Linked DNA regions of Mus musculus: region 1 is linked to region 2. The links are chromatin contacts, called in public Micro-C maps. All regions are on one chromosome and are shown on one strand. Each heading gives the region's core, a stretch centred on a gene start, on an enhancer-like site or on the middle of the called end of the contact. The rest is flanking DNA. Distances are from core to core; before and after follow the strand shown. Region 1 has its middle 96 kb from the start of Gm31408. Region 2 overlaps Gm31408 (a long non-coding RNA gene).

What was found. A called contact is a pair of places that touch in the nucleus more often than the background predicts.
Region 1: a contact with region 2 is called in a Micro-C map of muscle stem cells, with 5 times the contacts expected there. The contact joins two enhancer-like sites. A contact is called at or near these places in 13 of 484 Hi-C or Micro-C datasets (the HL-1 cell line, cortical neurons, embryonic stem cells and 2 more) and 1 of 9 other capture datasets (embryonic stem cells).

Annotation. Positions count from the first base shown.
Region 1 is chr9:31,651,900-31,659,271 of GRCm38.p6, forward strand. No RefSeq gene overlaps it. Among named protein-coding and RNA genes, the nearest start is that of Gm31408, 96 kb to the left of the region's middle. Within about 2 kb of position 4,967, at least 15 of the 459 cell types and tissues checked have an H3K27ac peak or open chromatin away from gene starts, as enhancers often do. A contact at or near this core is called in muscle stem cells, where this site is marked.
Region 2 is chr9:31,562,732-31,570,348 of GRCm38.p6, forward strand. It overlaps Gm31408 (a long non-coding RNA gene), which reads left to right. Exons shown (of 4, transcript XR_379214.3): 2 at 1,958-2,122. It also overlaps the pseudogene Gm18226. Among named protein-coding and RNA genes, the nearest start is that of Gm31408, 6.8 kb to the left of the region's middle. Within about 2 kb of position 3,715, at least 11 of the 459 cell types and tissues checked have an H3K27ac peak or open chromatin away from gene starts, as enhancers often do. A contact at or near this core is called in muscle stem cells, where this site is marked.

The DNA of each region.
Region 1 (7,372 bases), core at 3,717-6,216, 90 kb after region 2:
CCAGAAAAGGGGGTTCTTTTCTGCTGGCTTGCTCTATCCATCCCCAGCATGTTGAGGCTCAGGCCCTAGTACTTCAAGTTATTTTCAGCTCTCCCTACTGGTTACTATAATCTAAGAGTAGGTTATTTTGTACACCCTAGCCTCATGTCTTCCAGTTGCAAGGGAGGGACTCCCACATCAGCCTCTTCCCTATATACAAACCAGCCACGCAGGTGGCAAAGGTGGATCAATCCTTCCTTCTTGAAGGGTCTGAGTGTAATCAAATCTAGGAAGGGACACCTTCCACCCAAGAGGACATGTCTTATCTCAGGAAGATGAAAATAAAGAAAATCAGGAGAATAGTTTCATTGGCACAAATTGGACCAGTGTTGAACTCAGCCTGGGGCAATGAGATTCTACAACACATTCTCTCCGCCCCTCGTACACTTACAGTGTTAAATGTGGAAAGTTTATAGAGATCGCCTTGACAACCATCATGTTGGAAGCTGTATGAAATGTGGTCGGCTTTTAATACACCCAAGGCTGTCTGGTTCCCTTAGCAGTTAAGCCAGTGTTAAACCCACCAGTCCGGAGTGAAATTGTATAAAATATATACTTATATAAGTTCTTCCTTTTAAATGTTTATAATCTATGTTGAATAGCACAAACTCAACACAGGGAAACAAATTCTGGGCAGCTTTCAAAAGAATTGAATTCATTCCATGCCCTGGCGGTAGGTGAAGTCCAAGGCAAGGTTCTCAGCTAAAAGACACCCTCATTCTTTGCCAGTTGTTAGGAAAGGTTCCATGCTGGAAGGAAGTCCCAGAAGCCAGCATGGAGACACAGATGACTTAGGGAAGAGGTCCCAGGCAGGGCAGAGAGCTTCCATAACTAGGGCCAGTATTTTTCAGGGCCTCAAAGTATTTATATGATCAATTACATTGAGACCCTGTCAAATTGCTCCTCTTTCTCACATTGTTCAGCTGTCTCTGGAGATTCTACCTCCCCCATGAGAATGTCCTCACATGTCCTCACATCAGACCTCAGTGACCACCTCCCTCTCTTTCGGAGGTATCAGAATTCAAGTGGACATGTGAAGTGTGCTAGTTTCACCTAAATTCCCATTACCCTCCCACTCCTAGTTCCAGCTTTGCAGTTTAGTGAGTGACACCAACTGTGTTCCTTATGCAAGCAGACAATACTCATCTTACTATGCAGACAACCAGAGGACAGCGAAAGTACATTACCCCCCCCCACACACACACACACACAGTTCACAGACAGCAACACCAGAGTTCTTAGACACTTGATAAAACCTATATCTTTGGCGACTCCTGGAACAGAGAGGCCATATGCCTCTCAGCATAGTGCTAAGTCAGCACAAGACATGGCGTCTCTCGCTTCCTTGGAATGCTCTGCCACCTCCCTGACATGCTCTATTTATGCTCCCTTCTTGTCTGGCAGCCTCAGTCTGGTGCTGTTGCCCAGCTCCCTCCCTGGGACTCACCCGCAGGACCTACAGAGACCTTCCCACTTGGTTCCCAAAGGAAGGCAGCTCAGCAGAAGACAACGAATGTCAACAGGCAAGGGTGGAAGAGGAGAGAGGCAGAGGAAGAAGAGAAGACAGCAGACAAAGGAACGTGTAGATCATTAAGCAGACAGATTCATTACCTGCATCATTCTGACTCAAAAGGCGATTTCCAGGGAGGAACTCTGGACTAGGTATAAGGTGGTGGCTATTATGTATGGGATAGTAGTTCATAAAGTTGAACCAAGAATCCAAGTAGTCATTTATTTGATGCTTTCCAGATAGGCTGGCTATAAGCAGTCTCATACTAACAAACAAGATTATCATTAATGTTATTAAACCATATTACAATTGTTTAAGTTTCTATTGTCCTATTAGAATGTACTCAAAGATTTTCTGGATAAATGCAACTTCACCTTGTACTCATTGTGGTAAACTGAACCAAAAGCACATAGAAAGATATTGGCACTTAGAGGATGGAGAGATGGTCCAGTGGTTAAGAGCAATTCCTGCCCTTACAAAGGTCCCAGCCACTATGCAGCAAGCAGTTCACAACCATCTGAGACTTCAGTTCCGGGAAATCCAACCCCTTCTGGCCTCCATGGGTACCCGGCATACATATGATACACATACACACACATAGGCAAAACATTCATAGATACAAAATAAAGATAAACAATTCATTAAAAAACATACTAGCAGTTTAATTAACTATCAAACCCCAGTTTTGGCTTCCAGGTTGCCTGTTTGGAAGCTGTATGCTTTCTGAAGCTCGACATTAACTTGTGCACAGATAACTCTTTGCTTTTAGCTGATTGTGAGGTGTGGTCATTTTAAATAAAAGCTGGTCTTTGGACTGTTTGAACATGGCTCGGTTGCTACTGGAAAAAGTCCGTTGACATCTTTTGATTTATAGCACCTTTGCCAGGTAGGAAATCTAACAGTACAAGAGTGCTCTATTTTTTTTTTTTTTTTTTTTTTGCAGGTCTGCAGAGGCCTGTTGCTTTTAATGGTATGTGTAGGACATAACATGTGACTCATGTATCCAGTAAAGAGTCATAGTGTGTAATGAGAACAGCTCAGCTGTGACTGGAACGCTCCGACTGCGGATTGCTCTGAAGGTCCATCAGCTTCTGTGAGTTTATATAGAAGTGGGCAGGTGAGGGGTCTGCCTATCAGTGTTACTCGTGTTTTTAATGAGCGCAGGCTATTTAATCATAATGAGCATCACCGACACCCCTTCAAAAGCAGCTCTGTTTGCAGACAGGAAGCCGGTCACAGTATTTCCCAGAATCCTCTTCTCTGGGAGTGTCGGGAAGAGACCATCCAAGCAGAGACCTGAGCTGAAAGAAGCGGCAAGACCAGCATTCTCCAGAATGCTTGCACGCAGGTCTCAGAGACGTGGGGACCACAGTGGCTTTCAGGAGAACTCCCTGAGACTATTCTATGCTGTCCTACAGGCTGGCCAGTGGCTGCAGCTTCGGGATTCAGGAGCTTTTCAGTTCCAGGGAGATCCTGAGTCACGTGCTCCCTTCTCCCACGCTGACTGAGTCAGTGATGGCTTCCTTTCACTTTGCCTCCAAGTTCTGCAGAAGTTTTAATGTCCAGTCTTAAAACTCTTCATGCTTGGAAGACTGAGTGATTTTTATTTTCCTGTTAAAATCCTGCCTGACACAGCAATTATTGAAGCATTAATGTAAACTTAGAAACAACATGTAAATAACTGATTAAAATCAGCTGCCAATGTCATTCACTATAAAAAATAAGATATTCAATTGGAAGAATAAAGGGTATAAATTCCCCCCTGTAGACAAAATGTGATGTTCATCCAACAGGAAGAACTGTGGCTGAAGCCCTCCGGAGAGAAGCCATACCTGCTTGGCCACAGGCCATTAGGACTTTGAGTGTGGGGAGGTTGGAATGTTGCAGGTCCAGGACCTAATTGCAAATTATCTTGACCCTTTAATAACCATCTATTACTCACATCTGTATGTGACCCAATATCTCTGTGGCTATTGGGTAAATCCTCTGGAATGTATAAACAGATCATGAGCCTCCACCAACCAGAAGGCGACGAATGCCATCAGATAGCGTCCGTGGCCTAGAGCTGAGATTTCTCCATTCTGTTGTAATCTGCCTACCTGATGTTTTCACCAATGGATTTGAAAAGAGTAATGATTTATGATTTTCTTTGTTCAGACACTATTAAGGGTTTTATGAAACTGTTATTATGCTGGAACATGGAGTGTGGGATAATGAATCTATGTTCCCTGGCCATGGTCAATAAATAACTCACCTCCTTTAAAAATATATCAATTATTTAACTATAAAACAATTAAGTGCGTAACTATCTATGCTTATGTAAGTAAGATATTAAATAGGCAAAGCTATCTAATACACATATATGTTCTGGGCAGGTATAGTTATTACATAGATGAGTTTATAGTTAATATTTATTGTGTTTACATAAACAAGTACCATGATGTTATTGCATAATTTGGCATAAGATATTGCTTTATCTAGGGACTATAGTTAGAAAATATATAGGATTTATATTCTAGCACTCTGTGGTATAAATTCGAATTTACTTACATATGATCACGTACTTGGTACGTTAAGCTGAAAGCAAAGTCTGCTTGAGACACCAAGTGTGGGAGCCCAGGCTAGCACAAGCTTGATTCCTGTACATGGAAGTTTGTCCATGAGCACATTTTGTGAGCACTTACTGTCTCCTCAGTACTATGTTAACATGAAGGATGCAGACATGAACAGAGTGGACTTGGTGACTGCTCCTAAGGTGCCTAAACGTCCAGTTAGAGAAACGACGAGGAAGCAGACAGATTTAACCAGGAGTGAGGTACATCGGAATCATGGAGGTACACTCTTATATGAGCACCTACAAAGAATACCTTACCCAGAATTTGGTAACAGAAACCCAGGGATGAGGCAGCTTCTTGAGAAAGCTCAGAGATAAAAGCTGGAAAGAGGCAGTCAGAGTGCATGGAGCAGAAGAGAAGGAAGATGTCCTCACCCCGGAAGGAGACCCAGAGCCAGAGAAGGCCCAGAGATTCATCTCCTCTATGGGGCAGTAGTCACAGTGAACTCTGATGGCTTTGCAGAAGATCCTGTAGCCATTTAAACAGCAGAGAAATGTAATCTGGTTGAGATTTCAAGCTGCTTGGCTGAATAAGGTCAAAGAACAGATTTCAAGGTGATAATTGTGGGGAGGCTCTCAGAGTAGTCTGCATAAGCAATGGCCACACTCCCATGTACTTCGATGCAGAAGACTTAAGAACTTAAAAAAAGAAGAAAGAAAGAGAGAAAGAGAGAAAGAGAGAAAGAGAGAAAGAAAGAAAGAAAGAAAGAAAGAAAGCCAGCCAGCCTAGTGTGTTGCTGGAGGAGGTCAGGCGATGGGAGAAGTCGAAGGTGACTCATCTTTTGCTTGCGGAAACCGAAGCTTAGATGGATTACACGGCTCACCCAAGGTCACAGAGCTGCGAAGGAGGAGGATCAAGAGGCAAACGTCCATGCATCTGATTCTGCAGTTTTTGGCCTTGACGCTATGATGAATACATCAGAATATGGCCTCTGACGTCCAACACTTAAAACATAAACTAAATGAGGTCCCTGTACCGCAGAGGTTCTCTGCTTTGTACTGACAAAGCAGTTTGTTGACCGATGTCTTTTCCGTGCCGTGTTATTTCCCTGGATGATTAAACTTATTTCCACAGACACTCCCTCTGCATTTATGTAAGTTGTGATGGAAGAAAACAGAGGAAAAGAAAAATAACTAGTACTGACTTCTCACTGAAATATTGGTTTAAATTTTAAAAACCAAATGATCGAGCTGGCGAGCTGGCCCAGTGGCTAAGGGTACTAACGCTCTGTCAGAGATCCCCGGGGTGCAGTTACTGACACCCACATGGCAATCCACAACCATTTGTTACCCCAGTTCCAGGGAATCCGATGCCCTCTTCTGGTGTCTGCAGGCACCAGGCACACATGTGGTGTACAGACATACATGGAGCCAGAACAGCCATACCCATTAATAATAATAATAATAATAATAATAATAATAATAATAAAGTAAAAACCTTTAAAAATGGCATTTCTCCTTTCCATTTTCCAGAATATAAATGTGTCACTCTGGTACCTCTAAGGCCAAAAGCCACAACCAGCTGTCACATATTGTTTGCCAAATGACTAAGGTAATGGGTAAGGCTGAGAAAGCTGTAAAACAACCATTCTGTATTCCTTCCAACTTACTTCTTCTGTTATATTGGAGATTAAACAAGTCTCAAATAGTTGGAATGGCAGACATGCCCATGGTTGTAACTCTCATGTTTGCTGGTTTGCCTTAGCCCTCCTTTCCCAGAGCAAAGCCCTCTGCCAGCTCCGGACACGTGAGGAGCTTGCTCAGCTTGCTCCTTGGGTTCCTAGTGCTTCCTGTGTTCTCAGCAGCTCCACTCAGTGAGGCTGCGCAGTGTGTCATCCCCTCTACAACCTTTCTCAACCAACCCCACAGCTCCACATGCAAGAAGCATTCTAGATTCTTCTTTCTTTCCTAGTATTTACATCTAATCAGCCGCTCCATCCTGATAATACCGTCTTCCAAAAGCCTCTCTAAGCTCTTCTTTCTTTGACATTCTTTCACAGCAGATGGTGTCACAGACCACAGTAGTGCTTCCAAACTCCTGACAGATACCGATGACTCTCATGATGGAAAAAGCAAGACTCTAGACTCCCAAACTCAATATTTCCATAGCGTTTTATTTACATGCATCTCAATCATAATTGTTGGTCATAGTCATAAACAGCAAATAATTATTTTTCAAGAGGGCTCTACTGAAAATTGGGGTTTCCCCACAGAACAAGAGAGATATAATAGCAAATGCTTAGCCATTACTATTTAAATTAAATCAAAATACTGTGGTAAAACTATACATTTCAACTATATATTTTTCTCTCTATATATATTCTGACAACGATGTAATGGTCTTTACCTGAAATCTAATTTTATAAAAAGAGAGCATTAGAATGAAACACTACCTCACAGAAGATGGCAAATAAAACTAATTTTCAAATGGGGAAATAAGCTGCAGTGTGCACCTTGTGTTGTCTGTAGTTCCAGATACTCAGGAGGCTGAGGCAAAAGCATTGTATGAGACTGCAAGTTGAACAAAGTTTGGGCAACATTGTGAGACTTTGCCTCAAGACTTTCATTAAAAAGAAAATATTACAAGTATTTAATATGAGAAGAGCATTCAAAATAAAATTTATAAAGAAATTGAGATGTAAAGTGAATAAGTAATAAATAAAAATTTAATATTATATATGCATGAATGCCATTGTTGAAGAGATTTGATTTTTGGGAGGGATCAACCAATTTAGTTATAGAAAAGTCTCTTTCATGTCTTGGTATTAGTTGAATTGGTTGGGCGAAGGTGTGTTCAAAATCATCTTTGAGTTGGATTTTAGGGAATGTATTCTTTTCAATTAGCTCATTTCCTTTTTTATCAATGAAATGATTTTGTCTGTTTGCCTTCTTGCTCATCTGGCTAGGGAAGTAGATGTTACTTTGATTAATTCACATTTTAGATAATTTTCTGTTGTTTTTTTTTCTAGAATGTTGTATTCTTCCATCATATTATTTGCAAATGAGCCCAGTGCCTAATTAGATTTAGATACTAGAAAATGCCAACAAATATTGGGCAATACTCAAGAACATAATGTTCAGATCTTCTAACAAGGTCGTTGGCACACATTGCAAGTGAATGTGTGACAACATTGCCCATTTGGGGGTTCAGTTTGCTTCCAAAACTCATTCTTTCTTGGCAAGCACTCTTGGGATTTGTATAATGTATA
Region 2 (7,617 bases), core at 2,465-4,964:
AGAGCTCAGCCATCAGGGAGTTGCTGGTCACCTCTGCTTCTCCTCTCCCAGCCTTTGATACAGTTTCTATTTATCTTAAGAGCATGGAGATCTACTGCTGTCACAGTGATACCCAGGGAGATACTGACCAAGATGAGGTATGGTCTCTGTTCTCAAGGATTTGTGATAAGATGTGGAGCCAGAGGCCAAATGCTTAAGCTAAAGAAGAAGGTAGACTGGGGCAGCATGGGATGCTACGTCAGCACCTTAGAGCATGGCGGGCAGCGGCCAGCTAGAGAAGGAAGGTACCGAGAAAAAGTCAGAACTTGATGTGCCACCAAAAGGAGGCGGGATGTGGAGGACAGATTTACGACTTTTCCACCCTGGCCCGCTTTTACTTCTGTGTCAATATGGCAAGCACAGCTTCTACCACTGAGCTCCAGGGTGTGTCTCATAGGTAGATCCTGTGTGAGCTTAGGCCATCACTACCCTTTTAACTGCAAGCAAAGAGGCCAAGGGTCAGGGGCTGTCTCATTCTACTGAGTAACTCTTGCCAGAGCAAATGTAGGATGGCTTCCCCTTCCCCAAGTCTGCAATGCCTCTTCTGTCCCATAGCTGCAGAGGACTTGAGTGAGGTTAAACTCCATTCCCCGGAGCTGGTCTTGCCTCTCCTCAGAAGTCTATGAAGTACAAGGCACTATACATATGCCAGCCTGATAGCAAATAGACACTTGTCTCCAGACCTCAGAGAGAGAGGATTGGTACTTCAGAAGACACACCACTGTTGTATATTGTTGTATGGGACTTCCCCTGGGGATACCCAACACATACATTTACTTACCTAAATAGGGAGCTCGTGACAGACCGAGGTACTGAAGTCCAGCTTGGTCAACCAATGAGTTTTATTGGGGTCACGTAGAAAAGTATGGGCGAGGGCTTACTTACAAGGAGCAGAAATGATTCAGACAGCTGCATCGCCAAGGCCCACCCCAGCATGGGTGACAACTCACACAGCTGGGACCCTGGAGCACACTGAGGACTTTACAGGCAGCTCAACAGGTTGGAGAGGGCTCTTTCCAGGTGCCTCAGCTGGCCGAGCCTCTTCCAGGAAGACACTCTGATCTTGGTTTCTTCTCGAAAGTTGGGCTGGTCTCTGCTTCTCCAGATGGGTCTGGGATTGGCCGAGAGTGACTCTCAATAATCTCTACTGTTTACATATCTGGTTGGGGTAGTGAATCTGGTCAGTTTCAGGGACTTCCTGAAGCTGTTTTGAGATGTTAACCTTTTGTCTTGAAGAACTTCCCTTTAGACTGAGTGTTTCAATCTTGGGAGAAACTGCTCCAGGGTATGCACCCCACTGCCATAAACACACAGCCCTGGAATTTTCTTCTCTTGGCTCTGCCTTTAGCTTTGAAGTGGGCTCAAGCAAAGTGGAGTGAATTTAGATGCCTTTTATAGGTTTTGGCCTCACTGGTACAGTATGGAACCAGGGCAGAGGCTCTGTGGGCTCATACTTGATGGCTTAGAGAAGTTTCCTGGGATAGGACCTTGTACTTTGCAGTTCCGAGTTAGCGGGCTTTGAAAGGGCCAAGCAAGTGCGTGATTTCAGTGAGAAACTGATGGAGAGACAGGAGCCAAGGATGATATCTGTCCCATGACTTTCCTAGGGGGGTATAAAGAAATATCTATTTGCCCTAGATAGGAGAGTACTGACAGACTAAAGAAAGAACAGACTAAAGAAAGCACAGCTTAGTAAACCAATGAGTTATTGGAATAACTTTAAAGAGGATGAGTGTCTCAAAGCCTCCATACCACAAGAAGTGCTGTGAGCAATGTATGGGTATCCACCACTGAAGAGTCTCCTGTGTGACATATGGGTAGCTAGCTATACAACTAAGGAGTCCTCCTGGGTGATGTCTGGGAAGCTACACTACTGGAGAGTTCAACCATAGTGATTGTCTGCCTCTTTGTAACCTAGGAGAAGGAAGGAATATGTGGGGATTTTGTGAAGGCTTTGGAGCCCTGACTCTGATCCTGAGAGACTTACGCAGGTCATCCAAGCTGCTCGGATTCAGGAAGGCCACGGTCAAGCCCTTCCCGGAGGAAACAGCTACCCAACAGCACCTGAAGCAGGGGTGGGCAGGTAGGCGTGTCTCACTCATGATCTTACCGGGGAGGATATAAAATTGAGGAAACCCACTGCCACCACAGGCTCACAAATGCCTAGGCAGAGAATTTAAGCTCGGCCGACAGGAGACTTCCAACCCACTGTAGGATGTTGAAGCTGCTGTTCTTAAGGAAAGATAACATTGAACCAACCTGCTCTACTCAGACCATGTTCATTTTGATTGAGATTTGGCTATAGGGATTCTGTGTATAATTCTATCTGAAAGTTGGCTACTTTTAAAGGAAGTTGGAGAAAGTCGCTAACCCAGAGACAAAGCCTCAGACCTTGGCAGCCCTCAGGCTCCCCGGGGAGCCAGCATGCTCGGAGCTGTGTTTGGACGTGGTCAGTCAGCCAGCCTGTGCATGTCTTCCGGCTCTCCGTGTCCTTTTCTCACTTTAAGCCTGTTGCTCTTTCAGTTTTGATTCAGATTCATTTGAAACTTGCAGGAGAACTTTGAAGCTTTCTTTGCAAAAGTGCACTCAGGCACGTTCAATCTCAGTGGAAACCACCCGGACACTTGGTGTTCCTGCCTCTTTTAATTAATTAATTAATTTATTTTTTGTTGAAGTCTCTGCAGTACCCCTGGTCGTGTTCTTTCAACACCCCTCAGCTAGACTCTGAGCTGCTTGAGTGCAGTATGGTAGAATGCAGATTTTCTGTTCATTTTCAGTATCTGCTCCTCTGTATTTCTGTAATATCGCTGTGTCAGCAGAGTTCACACAATTTTAAGCATTCTTTGCATGTGGATCCTGGACTTTCCTGATAAGAACACGAGGTCGGGTATAGGGTTTTCCACATGGGGCATCATGGTAATGTTTGGGGTTTGGATTATAGAGCATTTGATATTTTGGAATTTTGTGTTGGGGCTTCTCAGCATTCCTCTTTCCAACAAATTAACTATTTCAATCTGGGCCGCGTGTTGCATAGTTAGACTTGCTAATTCTAAATATGTTCCCATCCCTAGCTTGTGCTACTGCTGAGGTACCTGGCTGCCAGCTCCGGAAAATATATCCTATAGACCATGCACGGCCTCATTTTAGGCTTTCTGTCCCATTAGGTAGAGAGGCCTTCTTACCTGTTTTAGAGTTCATGCTACAGCGTGTGGCTTGGTAGCTTGTGGTGACTCACGATTTGACAACTGCCAATGGCTTGTGGCTTAGATTTCCTTTATCAGAGGAGATCTGAGGAAGGTAATGGAGACAGCGGGCCAGAAAGAAGAGTTCATCCCAAAGCGTTGCTCGATACCGACTCAGTCTCACAAGACATCAAAATAAAGTTTTGAGGAAAAATTAACAGACTGGCAAGAGGACATCTTGGCTGCAAAGGACGTTTTAGCCACACTAGGCTTCAACTCCCCTGGAGTATTTCTTAGAACAACTGCCAGACAGGACCAGTCTCTCGGCAGCTGTCACCCACTTATTAGGGGGACTCTGCAGAGGCCAAGAGAGAGGGAGGGGCACTAAAAATGGGAAAATAAATTCGTGCTTACGGCCAGTGCATTTCTGCGATGCCAAGGTGACTGGCCTACGTCTCCCTCCCGGGCTGGTGTTGGGTGGCTCTGACAAGTGTCCAGAGTGATCCTGGCCCAGCATCTGCTGCCTGATCACCATGGAGATGGCAGCTGCAGCGAAGTCTCCTTTGAGAACACGCCGAGGAGATTTCTAGAACCATTTTGGAAGCATTTGTCTCCACAGTGCTCACTAATCTCCCTTTCATTTGTAATTATTTTATCGCCTTGATTCTGTGCATTGGCACGGGGCCCGCGGCTGATGCTGTTCCTTGCCGGCGTCCACCGGGAGGTGCCCGCGCCCCGCCGTCTGCGTGGAGATGAAAAGGGTGGAAAGAAGACGAACCCAGTGCCCTGGCTTCAAACAGGCCCTGTCTCCCGTGGGCAGCCCGGGGAGGGCCTGGCTGATTGAAGTAGCCGGAATTATGAAGCTCATAGCCTTTGAGGTCAGCCGCCCCATCCCGGCCAAGAATAATTGAACAAATAGTTTATCTGGTGCACCAACAGCTGTAGAGCCGGGCGATTTGAGAGGATTAGGAGAGAGTAGTGAACGGATACTCCCACAGCGCCTCCAAATCCTAACCCTGAGTCTGACCAGCCAAGAACACATGGTGAAGCCCTGACATCACCTTTTAAAGGCCATTTCTCTCCCTTTCCAAGCGACTCTTCTCGGTGCTTTCAAGAATTTTAAGCGGACAAGGCAACTACCTTTGGGGGTCCCCACCGCTGGATCGCATTCACTGGTTCCTTGTAATTACCCCAAACTCATTTCATCTCAGACAGCTCAGATTCACGGGGGTTGGGGGTGGATTCTGGTAGGTCTGGGAGGCAGAGGCTGCTGCCTTTCCTGAAGTCTGTGCTGCTGGCAGCTGTTGTGATGTCTAAGCAGGGCCAGGCCAAGTTCAGGGTAGGATGAAAGGGACATTATTTAGGAGGGCGACGTGTGATGGCGGAGGAAGAGGAAACAGGAATCCCTCCCCGACAGAGAAAAAGTAGCAACTCCAAATGAGTCAAAGGGTTATTTATTTATTAAAGCATATTTAATATAACCTAGTTAGATCAACGGGAAACGAAAGGATATTATTTAGAATTATGCAGAAGTACGCTGGGATGGGTGGCTCACCAGTACAGTATTTTCCCAGCATGCACCGGGGCCCCAGGTTCCATCTCCAGTGCCATTAAACAAACGTGTCCAACTATCCATTCCTTAAAGAAATACTTACTCGCAGATCTAAAGCCAACACAAGTCCCATGTCTTGTAAAAAGTAAAAAAACAAAAAACATACAAAAAACGTTACTCACATGAAGGGAAACAGAACAACTTGAAGCCCAGGACTTCTTTCATTAGTTCTTTTTATAGACTTCAAATTTATACTCAAGGCCCTTTTCCTTTTAGACCTCAAAGAGGTCACCTGGGTATCGTGGGAGAGGTTTATATCTCCCAAAATAAATTTCTGGGGGGTGGGGGTGTTACTTTCAGATTCCTGTATGATCTTGCCACAATCTGAGGTGACCGGGCTGATTCATCACTCCCTTGTAAACAGAACCACCTCGCACTGCCCAAACCACGTCTAATTTATCTGCTAATTCTGGTTTTTCAGTGAGTCTTAAGACATTGTCTAGACTTTTGGCAAGAAAACGAGCTCCTTGTGGTGGTTCCTCGAGTTCTCTACAGAGAACTATGTTAATTCTTTCCTTCAAAGCTTCAGTCTTCTCAAGAATGGAGAGCCAGGCTTCCCACCCCAAATCACCAGGTCATGTTTACTTTCCATTGAAGAAATTGTGGTCACTCTGTGAGCAGAGACCACACAAGTCTCTGTTCTTCCTAATGCTCGTGTTCTGGGACACCATAAGGTACAGTTCTGTGACAGACTACAAGGGTGGGGAATCACTTCCTTTCCAGATTCCCCCCCATGGGCCCTTACTGAGTCCTGATCACTATGGGTATTCTAAACGAAACACCCATATATGAATATAGAAAACTAACATCCACATTTGAGAGAAAACACGTAGTGTTTGTCGTTCTGGGTTTGGGTTATCTTCCCGAGAAAGATTGTTTCCAGCTCCATTTATCTTCATATCTCATAATTTTGCTTTTCTTAATGATTGAATAATAATAGTCCTTCATACAAATATACTACATTTTCATCACTCAGTTATTGATTGTTGATGGACATCTAGACTGTTTCCCAGCTATTGTGACTAGAACAGCAATGATGAGCAGGCGTCTCTGTAGTGGGGTATAGGGCTCTTTGGGTGTGTGCTCATGAATGATGGATGGTGATAGCTGGATCATGGACCTCTGTCTATAGTGGCGGCACCAGTGGCTGGCGTGTGAGCTATTTTCATTCGGTCCTGCACCCTTGCCAATTCGTGTCCACTAAACAGTAATGTTGTAAGATGCTTTAGGAAGTCGAGCCAGTTGTTTTTCTTCTTGTCAGGAAGGCATTCTGTGCACAGGGTGCTATGCTGGGAAGCTGAGAGAAGCAGAGTTAGCGCTCACTCTGTCATGACCACAACTCCTGGAAAAGCCATGGAATTATGAAGAAATTTCCCTTTGTTAATTTTCATGGTGTGTGTGTGTGCTTGTGTGTAAAAACACACACACATGTATATATGTGTGCATGAGTGTACATGGAGGCCAGAAACTGATATTGGGAATCACCCTCAATTGCTCTTCCACCACACGCATTGAAGCGAGGGCTCTAAGTGAAACTCAGATGTTACCAGTCTGGCTTGTCTTACAGCCAGCTTACTCCAAAAGGTCCCATTTCCATTCTCTGAGGCTGGAACTACAGATGGGCCACCATGATCACTGGCATTACCTGGAATCTAGGCATTCAAACTAGGGGTCTCATGCATTTAGGACAAATGCCTTAACCCCTTCCTGATTCCCTAATAGAATTCTTAATACAAAACCCCACAACTCATGTGCATCGAAGACAATTCAGAATGGATTGAAAGAAGAAATGGCAGCATTTCAGGAAAGATGGAAGAACTTTAGAAATGAAAGCTCTCTCTCTCCCCCTCTCCCTCTGCCCCCACCCCCACCCCCCATGTGTGTATACATGCCTGTGTCACACACTGCAAGGGTGTGGAGATAGAGGACAATTTTGTAAAGTTGGCTCTCTCTCTGCACCCCTCTGTGGGTTAGGCAGTCAGGCTTCCATGGCAAGTGCTATGCTCCTTGAACCTCCTGAGCCACCTTGCTCACCCTGGAGGCCCTTTTAGAGGGTCCTTGCTACGTCTGCTTTTTCCTAACAGTTTTGGAGTTTTGGGTCTTACATTAAGGTCTATGATCCATTTTAAATTGCTTTCTATACAGGGTGTGAGGGATCCAGCTTCATCCTTTTACATGTGACCATCTATTTTATTTTCAGGACTATGTGTTCAAAAGCTTGTCCTTGGTATCTGTTAAAATCAGGTGTCTATTGCTATATGGGTTTATTTCTGGATTTTCTATTTTATTCTATTTTTCTAGCAATCAATTGATACATCTGATTTTAAAAAGCAAATGATGTGTTTGTAGGATAATGTGATGCTTCCAGCCCTATTTTTTTTCTGGGGGGAGGGGAAGGGTGTTTGGGACTGCTTTGGTCATCGAGGTCTTTTGTGATTCCATATGAATTTTAAGATTGCCTTTTAATGTTTCTGTAAAGAATGCTATTGAAATTTAAAAATTTAAATTAATTACTCTTTTTGCTTTTCAAAACAGGTGTTTTTTTTTTTAAGATTTATTTATTTTATGTAGATGAGTGTATTGTAGCTGTCTTCAGACACACCAGAAGAGGACATTGGATTCCATTACAGATGGTAGTGAGCCACCATGTGGTTGCTGGGAATTGAACTCAGGACCTCTGGAAGAGCAGTCAATGCTCTTAACCATTGAAACATCTCTCCAACCCCAAGGCTTGTGTGTGTGTGTGTGTGTGTGTGTGTGTATGTAACCTTGGCTGTTCTGGAA